3 separate regions of the Mus musculus genome follow, and all the other regions are linked to region 3. Evidence: chromatin contacts called from public HiChIP or PLAC-seq and capture Hi-C data. All regions are on one chromosome and are shown on one strand. Each heading gives the region's core, a stretch centred on a gene start, on an enhancer-like site or on the middle of the called end of the contact. The rest is flanking DNA. Distances are from core to core; before and after follow the strand shown. Region 1 overlaps Galk2 (galactokinase 2). Region 2 overlaps Galk2 (galactokinase 2). Region 3 overlaps Atp8b4 (ATPase, class I, type 8B, member 4).

The links. HiChIP or PLAC-seq counts read pairs in DNA pulled down with a chosen protein or histone mark. Capture Hi-C pulls out chosen DNA fragments and counts their contacts.
Region 1: an H3K4me3 HiChIP or PLAC-seq map of bone marrow-derived macrophages shows a contact between it and region 3, with 9 times the contacts expected there. The contact joins two enhancer-like sites. A contact is called at or near these places in 1 of 484 Hi-C or Micro-C datasets (bone marrow-derived macrophages), 2 of 115 datasets of contacts at active chromatin or transcription factors (bone marrow-derived macrophages and heart atrium) and 1 of 9 other capture datasets (embryonic stem cells).
Region 2: a contact with region 3 is called in a capture Hi-C map of embryonic stem cells, with 7 times the contacts expected there. The contact joins two enhancer-like sites. A contact is called at or near these places in 1 of 15 datasets of contacts at CTCF or cohesin (large pre-B cells), 10 of 484 Hi-C or Micro-C datasets (the 3T3-L1 cell line, bone marrow-derived macrophages, embryonic stem cells and 1 more), 2 of 115 datasets of contacts at active chromatin or transcription factors (the NIH/3T3 cell line and vascular smooth muscle cells) and 1 of 9 other capture datasets (embryonic stem cells).

What each region holds. Positions count from the first base shown.
Region 1 is chr2:125,970,725-125,973,746 of GRCm38.p6, reverse strand. All of the region lies in intron 8 of Galk2 (galactokinase 2), which reads right to left. Among named protein-coding and RNA genes, the nearest start is that of Fgf7, 62 kb to the left of the region's middle. Within about 2 kb of position 1,491, at least 32 of the 459 cell types and tissues checked have an H3K27ac peak or open chromatin away from gene starts, as enhancers often do. A contact at or near this core is called in bone marrow-derived macrophages, where this site is marked.
Region 2 is chr2:125,931,680-125,934,602 of GRCm38.p6, reverse strand. The region is part of intron 7 of Galk2 (galactokinase 2); the gene reads right to left. Among named protein-coding and RNA genes, the nearest start is that of Galk2, 67 kb to the right of the region's middle. Within about 2 kb of position 1,647, at least 43 of the 459 cell types and tissues checked have an H3K27ac peak or open chromatin away from gene starts, as enhancers often do. A contact at or near this core is called in the NIH/3T3 cell line, where this site is marked.
Region 3 is chr2:126,362,253-126,365,372 of GRCm38.p6, reverse strand. All of the region lies in intron 20 of Atp8b4 (ATPase, class I, type 8B, member 4), which reads left to right. Among named protein-coding and RNA genes, the nearest start is that of Atp8b4, 130 kb to the left of the region's middle. Within about 2 kb of position 1,807, at least 63 of the 459 cell types and tissues checked have an H3K27ac peak or open chromatin away from gene starts, as enhancers often do. A contact at or near this core is called in the NIH/3T3 cell line and bone marrow-derived macrophages, where this site is marked.

The DNA.
Region 1 (3,022 bases), core at 242-2,741, 390 kb after region 3:
TCAGTAGGGATCACACCAGGGGGCTCCTTGCTGTTTTAAAGCTAAAGGATGAGAGAAAATTAGCAAGAAATGTGAGGGAAGAGAATAATCACAAAGAGTTATCCCTTGGCTGTAACATAATATCTTTGTCTTGGTCACGCCTTTCTTTAAACTGCATTTGAGTCAACACTGACAGGCTAAGCTCCCCCGCACAGGGCACTTGTGTCAGTTACTCCTCAGTCCACAGCCATTTTCCCACTGTTTACCATAGTCCATGCTCGGCCCCAGAGGGACCTCTTCCTTCAGCCAAACTGCCCCATCTGCAGTTGCTCTAACAGTCTTTGCTTCTGGATATACTCATTCATCACACACAGGAACCACTTCTTGCCCTCTCTCTCAATGTCAAAACTTGACTTCATTCTGAAGGCTCGGATTACATCTTACATCATCCTTGGGGCCAGGAGGGGCTCAGCTGGAAATCATTGACTTTGTACCATGCTCGAAGTCTACGCTCTCATCTGGTCCTATGCACTCCTCATCGTGGTTAATTCTCAGAGCTCAGCAAAGGTTTCAAAGAGTCCTGAAGTAGCACCACCACCTTGAATTTCTTAGCTCCATGCACCCCGAAAGCAATGCTCACTCCATATCACCTCAGCGGTGCCTTTCATGGCAGAGTCCAGTGGTGTTTAGGGTTAATTATGATAAAAATGGGACTTTTACTTTTACTTTTTTTTTTTTTTTACACTTTTACTTTTAACCCCAGTTCAAAATCAAACTACTTTCATCTGGACTTGCTGTTGTTTTGTTTAAGAAGAGAAGGAAGCCAAGGAGCTACCATTGACAGTTTAACTGAGGATCGAGACAGAGGGAAGGGAACAGCCAGCAGGGTTCCCTTTATTACTAAATCTGTAACTGCTGACACCTAATGTGGTTGAAAATAGATAGATAGATAGATAGATAGATGATAGATAGATAGATAGATAGATGATAGATAGATAGATAGATAGATGATAGATAGATAGATAGATGATAGATAGATAGATAGATAGATAGATAGATAGAAAGATAGAAAGAAAGATAGATAGATAGAAAGAAAGAAAGAAAGAAAGAAAGAAAGATAGATAGATAGATGGAAGCCACTGGTTAAATATAAGTGGAGAGACACAAAACATGTTTTGTTCCATTGATAGCCAGGTCATGTGAGTCACCCACACTATGCTATCAATTCGCTGTCCCCACAGCCAGCTCCACAGAAATAGGAAATGGTTTATTCTAGGACAGTGTCAAAACATCCCAAGGAGTAGGGGAAATCTTTACCAACAAAACACTGGCAGCAAGCCTCTCCAGAACCACATCATTTGAAGAAACAGCATGGGGAATGTTGGCAGCTACTCACCAACATCTCCAAGTCAGAAAGGAAAAAGGAAGGCAAACTGACATATGTCATGGTCTGATTCCCCAAAAGGCTCATGTGACAGTTGATGGCACATTTGGAGAAGTTATAAAATTCTTAAGAAATCCTGATGAAGGAACTCCATCACTGGGGGCAGGCTTTGGGGACTTATTTATAACCTTGTCCACTTCCTGCTTCTCCTCTGCTTCCTGTGCAGAGAAGAGGTGAACAGCCATTATGGACTCTCTACAACCATAAGCCAAAATAAATTCTCTTCTCTAAGTTGTTTTTGGTCATGGTGTTTTAACCATGTTAAACAGCAACAAAAAAGGAACTAATACACATGTTCCCAAGATGGGTGCCAATTGCTTTTTTCATACATGTTTAATACAACACAAGTTGTAGAATGGACATCATGAAAAAAAAGAAACAGACGTTAGCAACTGTACTATAATATTATTCTATTTTATAAAGTTTGAAGTTAAAAGACAAGGACGTAACATAGCAGCTTACATTTATGTATTTATGAGTACACACACATACATATGTATGCAACAACGATTAATGGAAAAGGAGGCCATGAATTCGAGAGAGAGAGAGCAAGGATGAGTATATGGGACAGTTTAAGGGTAGGAAATGTAAGGGGAAATTATGTAATTATAATTTCAAAGTTTTTTTAAGAATAAAATAGGAACAAACAAAAATAAAACACAAAAATTAAAGTTGAAAAAAAAACTTTAAAATATCAACTTTAAGGTTCCATATGTTTCAGTTTTACTTTTGAATGACATCACCTCCCACAGTTAGTAAAATCAACACCATGTCCCATGAATTAAGAACCTTGAGTTTCCAGGCCTATTGTAGCTTACAGCTTCATCAAGGGAGACCATGAAGTCACACTTCTGTGAGTGCAGAGCAGTGCTGATTGGGTGAGAGGTCCCTGCAACTGCTGTGGTGTGAAAACATTAGATGTCAGTAGGATTGGTCTACACAGATAGCACAGCAGAGACTTACAGCAGCACAGGCTATCACCTTCCTTATGTGTGTCAACTCCTATCCTGATGAAGCATTTTAGAAAGATTATACATGACCTAAATTTTCTCTTTACCTATTTAACTATAACTCTTCATAAAATAAGGATACACTGTCATTATCAACCTAACACAATTAATTACCCTGGCTTCCCTAAGGTTTTATGTAGCCAGTCCTTGGCTCGGTTTTTTCCAGGTGTCCCTATTTAAATTTCACTTGATTTTCAAACAGAAGTCCACCATCCTGGAAGAGAGCTGATTCTTCTTCCTTAGGCCAGGGTATGGCCTCTGTTGAGTCACTTTTATGCCCATGTGCAACTGGACAGCGCTGATTGGACTCAGTGGGTTATATAAAGGGAAGGAGGATACAAAGTTAGGAGGAGAACATGACTGGGCACAGTATCTGGGAGGAGTTGGAGAAGGAAAGAGAAGAGAGAGGCAGATAAGATCAAAATCCTTGTGTGAAATTCTCCAGGCATAAATGCATACTTTAAAACCTCACATGCATATTCAGTCATCCTTCCTAGAACACCTCTCACAGTGCTTCTGACATCCTAGAACACCACATCTGTACATATCTCAGGGGCACATCCTTAAGAAAACTCAGTGTATTCCACTA
Region 2 (2,923 bases), core at 398-2,897, 430 kb after region 3:
TATACAATTAAATTCCAATGTATTTCAACTAGATGTGATGGCACATGATCATTATTAGCACCTAGGAGATACAGGCTGGAGGGTGGCAATTTTGAGGCATTCTAGACCAGTTCCAGGCCAGCCTAGGGTACACACAAGGTCCTCAGGAGACATCCGCAATAATAAGAGGCTCTGAATTTGATTAAAAACCTCAGCTACAAAAGACATGCCCTCTCTTCTAGTCAGCTCTCTGAAGACATTCCCCAAAGGGCCTGGCAGTCTCACTACTGTTTCAGAGATACAGGCTAGCTCCGGATTCTTCCTGTGTCTTTAGAAGGGAGCAGTCACAACACGAAGCTGTCACATGCATCACACTTGTTCCAGGTCACTGTGGCTCTGGCAGAGAGGCTAGAATTCCGTGTTAAGAGCCAGAAAATAAAGTTGTATATGTCTGGAGTCTCCTCAGGACACCAGCACTTACTCATCAACCTCAAGGTAGAAACAGCAGTGAGTAATCCCTCAGGGAGAACCCTGGGGCTGCCACCTCCCAAAGAGGAAGTGTGTCCCAGCAGGAAATGGTCATTGAACAAGCACTGCTTCTGCTCCATCTGTGTACTGCCAAGGTGCTATGAAGCTTAATATTACATCTCCCTTCACAATTTTAATAATTATCTCAATGAGTAGACTAAAATTTAGAAATTTAAATCTTTATTTAAAAAAAAAAAAGAAGTTCAATCCCCAAATTTTCCAGGAAGAAAAAAACAAAACAACAAAAACTTACTTTTCCTAAATTGCTGTAGCTGTACTCTTTGAACTTGACAGCCTTATAAAGCAGGAGTCAAATAGAAGACTCTATGAGAGCTACGGATGCTTTCATAGTAAGTCAATAGGAGTCAGTTTATTACCCCACCCAGTTAGTAAAATAATAGCAGAAATAGATGATGATCACTGCAGAGTCCCACAACTGATAGAGGTGCAGAGAATAGCAGACTTTGGAACACTCATCCCTAAATACTACATCGGTATCACACCCTCCTGCCAAGGCTGGGGGATTACTGCAGAAGAGAAAGCATAGCCAGGGGCAGAGGACGACTACAAGTCAACAGTGCTTTCCGGAAATGGGCATTTGTTTAACATGTCTCTCCACTTCCACATTCTGTTTTACCTGAGATATGAACTGCATCCATCTTGTTAATTTTTGTGTCCCTAACTGGCTGACATGAGCCTAGGATGAACATCTATTAAATGAAGGAATGACTACTCTGTCCCAATTCTTTCTCTCTACAAGTATGGGGATCCCTCTACATACCTAAGAAGTATAAGTGCTACAAACTGTAGCGAGATCTCTGCTTACCTTATAAATAAGGAAGTAAGGCTTCTTTGAGGGTCATTTAGAAATATTTCAAAGAAGGCTAAATAAAAACAAAACAAAACTGTACTGAACATGTGGGAAGGCCCTTGAGGGTGGTAGCCATGCCCTTGTGACTGCAGGGGATACTAGGAGATGCTGAGGTAAGATATACCAGCCTTAGGCCTTACAGGGATAGTCAAGTATGGGGGAGGACACTTAATAAGAGATCAACAAATAGGGCTGGTTCCCATTAGAGAACTTTCACTAGCATGGTCCAGGAATCCTAAACTGCCAGTCTGGAATGCTGTAATCTAATACCATAGAACTTCAGCCTGGAGGCCTGTGGCCTGAGCCTTGGACCAGGACTGAACTATGCAGCCAGCACTTCCCTTATTTGCATGGCAGAGATTGCACAACTAAAAATTACATGGGTGCAGGTAAAGTACCCAGCCAGCCTGGACTGCCCTTCTCAGGACAGAGATTACAGGCCAGGAAAGGGCACACAAAGAAACTCACCCTAAGTCAACTAGTCTCCTAAATGGAGGAAGCCCAACCGATCCATCACCCCAGCTAACAGCCCCCCATGCTGTCGGTGGGACTGAAGTCCCTGCCTGGACCACTTCCTTCTTGAACTGTATACCATAAGTTACTTTTTCTGTGATGGTTCAAAGAGTGAATTCCTCCACTGCCTGACAGTTCCTTCCCAACTACTGGCTGCTCAACTCAGTTCAGTACAAGGCTTCTTTTACTTTATTCCAAAGCAATGGGGAACTTTGGGGCAGTGGTAAACAAAGGGGGAAGGGGGGAGAGGTACTTCATCAGGTAAAATGTCTAAGCCATCATGTCAGCCATCATTTGTAGAATGAGTGGGAAGAAGACAAACAGATCTGAGGAACAGTACAGAAGAGGATACTGGGGCTGCTACACACCATTTGACCGATTGAAGAGTAAAAGGCTTTTGGGGAGGTGGGGGCTGAGCATATGTGGACATGCTCACTTGAGAGGTCTATAATGTTTTTTCATTATACCCTGGGTCCAGCCTGTCTTCTGCATGTTCCTGGTGAAGCCACATGCCATTCTGGGCACTGTGTGATGGGTCATGTCTTTGTCCTTTAGCGTATCACATTGCTCACTACTGATTACATACTACCTGCTTCCTGTCGGCCTCTGAATTTTAACTCCATTCTCTCTGGTCCTATGAACGGAACCCCCGCCATGCCTGCTGCACACTGCACAATGGTGACTCAATACAGACTTCCTTAATAGAGCTAAGCCTTAACTGCCAAAGGTTCTACCCTGCAGAACACAAAACTACCTTGCCTTCCTGCTGGTAGGTATCTCCCTAGCAGACATAAAGAAATCGTCCTTCCGAGCTCACAGGGATGCCAGCACAACTACATTCTGAGATACTGGTAATGTCCTAATGCACAAATGAAGTGTCCGATGGGATGGAGGGAAGGGCAAGGCTGCCAAGACCCCTGCTGGGAAAATAAGATCAGTTGCTGTCATTTCTTCAATTGTCTTTCTCCACCTATGAAACAAACTCACATGGATTTGCCCTTAAGAAAATGTCTGCTTCTATTCTGGCCTATC
Region 3 (3,120 bases), core at 558-3,057:
GGCAGCATGCCCACAGGTTTAAGTTAAGCCCTATGTTGGCCACAGGCCCACAGGTCTACAGTCATCCCTGTGTTAGTCTCATGCCCACAGGTCTACAATTAAGTCCTGCCAGTTTCTGAGGTTATTTCATGGATTCTGTCATTTTAACAGAGCATGTATCTTCTGCTGCAAGGAAAATAGACAATGAGGTTTTGATCAGTCAGACAAGATAACGCATCCAGTGTTTCATTTCTGAGCCACCATGTTTTGTTCTCAGAAAAATTCATTAAATGACCCAGCTGCCTCCAAGTACCCACGCAGAGACACTAGGACTCTATAGCCCCTCTCTAAGCAGTAAAATCTTTAATCACTGGTACCTCTTGTAAATGGCTCTTGGGGCAGGTACTGAAAATTAGCTGTGTGATGTAGGCTGTTTATAAGATATTGGCCAGTTAGGAGTCCTTTCGTGGAGCAGAACATAACACTGACTGTGATATCATAGAGTCATTAATGACAGTAGCGACCAAATAGGTTTGAATGCTCAAGTTCTGTTATCCCGAGTAAACTGTTTTAGTAGGTCAGGTTTCTTCTCATAAATTGTAACACTCTAAAGCATTACATTTTGACTTCTGATGTGCATTTTGGTGCACACAGTTCCCTGTTTTCAGGGGGTTGATCGCTCTCTGAGCCGGTCCCCGATTTCTGATCGACGATAAAGGATCGACGTCTTTAACAGTCTGTGGGGCAATGAACTGGAAGCTTGAACTAAAAAGTTCACTCACTTCCTTTCTTCCTCACTCTCTGAAGGGCGGTGCTGTCTCCTTCATTACTCTCTGGTGGCATATCTTACTCCAACCTAGAGATAGCCTGTGGCTGGCTGTATATGTAAAGCCATTTGTTTTGATAACCAAGAACTAGGAATTTGGAGTCCTGGATCTGCCCCGGACTAATCAAGTGGCCTAAAGTCAGATAGCTAATCTGTCAGAGGCAGACCCAAGTTTCCAAGGAACAAGCAAGCTCAAAGCTCTGGCCTTTTACCAAAGTCCAAATTATTTTCCTTTAAACATAATGTCATAATTTAAATCTATTTCCTAACAGATCTCTTTTACTTCCTGCATCTAGAGTGCCAGGAAAGGACTGAGGAAAATGGCTCATCCCTCGCACCCCCTCTCTCCTTTGCAGGCTGAATGCATGGCTGAGCACAGCGCTCCCTCCCTCCGCTGTAGTGTGTTCAGATGGTATGGGCTGTGAGTGCTCTAGTCAACTCAACCCTGCCTATGGTTCTGCATTACAGCATTGTACTAAACTGCCCTCATTACAAAGCCTAGAAGGCAGAGCCCTTCTTTTCACATCTGTTTGTATTCTGAGGTCCAGTAGAATGTCGGATGCCCACACACTGTCCATCTTCACCGAAAGGTACTATGTGTAGCTTTCTTCCTTCCTGATGAATTGCATTTGCAAGAACCAGCTTGTGTTTGGAGAGCTGAGTTCCAGGAAGTAAGAGAAAGGACAGCTATGAACACCCACCCAGGTCTTACAGTGCACTCATTCCAGTCTGGCAGGGAGTGAAGGCCTTGGAGGGTGGGGGGAGCATTAGCAATTTTAGCAGAGCATAAAAATTGTTCTTTTTCTGCCTGGAAAGGGACTTGTGTCACATGTTAGGGAGACATTGTTGGGGAAAGCTCCTAAATAAGTAGAATTTCAGCCAGTGTGTTCATGAACTTCACCCTCCCTTGGAATGTTTTCGTTTTGCAAGGGGGAAATAGAGGTTGAGTCATTTACACAGCAAATGGGAGCCTCACCAAACAGGAAACCCTGGGAGATGTTTTTTTTTTGCTTCAGTGCCTTCTCAAAGCCCAGTTTATGAGATCTGCAGTGCCGTCAGAGACACACATTCATGTCTGGTATCATTTCTCCCATTCATCAGATGGCGCTGCCAGTTTTCATGACCATGATGAGCGTTCATTGGGTTGCTTATCTACCGAGGACATTGGAGCCTTCTGCTTGCAACAGTAATCCTCTGTGCCTGCTCTGTCTCCTTCCCCACAGTGCATTTCAAACAGCCTTCTAACCTTACACATCCTTTTGTTTGTTTCTGCAAACTGCCTGCTAACTGTCTGATATCATCCTTGGAACCAAGGCTGAGTGACAAGTCTAAGTGCAGGCACGATTTTGGTCCCGGACAGCAGAGGGCAGTGTTGAGCCAGGAAACAAGGTGACCTGCCTTTGCTTCTGGGTCTGCTTTTGTAGTTCATACATAAACTCTTGGTGATGCATTTTTATATGCATCACTGTATGTTAAATAACTCAAAAGCTGAAGGCATAATGCTTGTTTTAATATGACCATTCTCTCCCATCAGAGGATCTTCAGCATAAACTCATTGTAATAAATGCTTTCCACACTGGGCAGGACATCAAGAAGACAGTTCATTTTGCCATAAGTCGAAACATCTGCTAACCTATTCTTCACTTTCTGTTTTCTTCTGGAATTCATCTATACATGTAGTGGTATATTCACATGCAGGGGCTGGCTTGGGCATCCTTCTGCAGGGGACATCTGCCGGTATTCCTATGATGGAAGCTACTGTGGTCATGCCAACAGACCTGTTATTTATAACCTGGTCACCCACAGGTCTTCTGGGTGGGAATTTACCTTCCTATTAAAGACATTATCACATTTTTTAGGAGAACAGTAGAATGCCAGTTCTAATGGGCTTATGTCATCATATAAGCTACTGATTAGGTCTTTAGCATTGCGAGGAATTTCTATTTGTAAAAACCCCATGTTTGGAGTTTGGAGTTTCTCACAAGGTCATTGTTATCATTTAAACTTATGAGGATTTTATTTTTACTTAAAATATTTTTCTTTTATTTTATAATAATAAATGGCATCATGAATCTCTTTCAAAGTTAAACAAAATGTGTTTATAAGTGGACTATTGTTTTCAGCCAGGTTATATAATGATGAGCGCATGCGCGCGCGCGCGCGCGCGCACACACACACACACACACACACACACACACACACACACACACACGTATGTACGTACGTCAGGAAGAAAGGGAGAGGGAAAAATGGAGAAAAGGAAAGAGAGAGGGAAGGAGGGGAGTGCTCTGTAATGAGAAGGTTTCATTCATCGC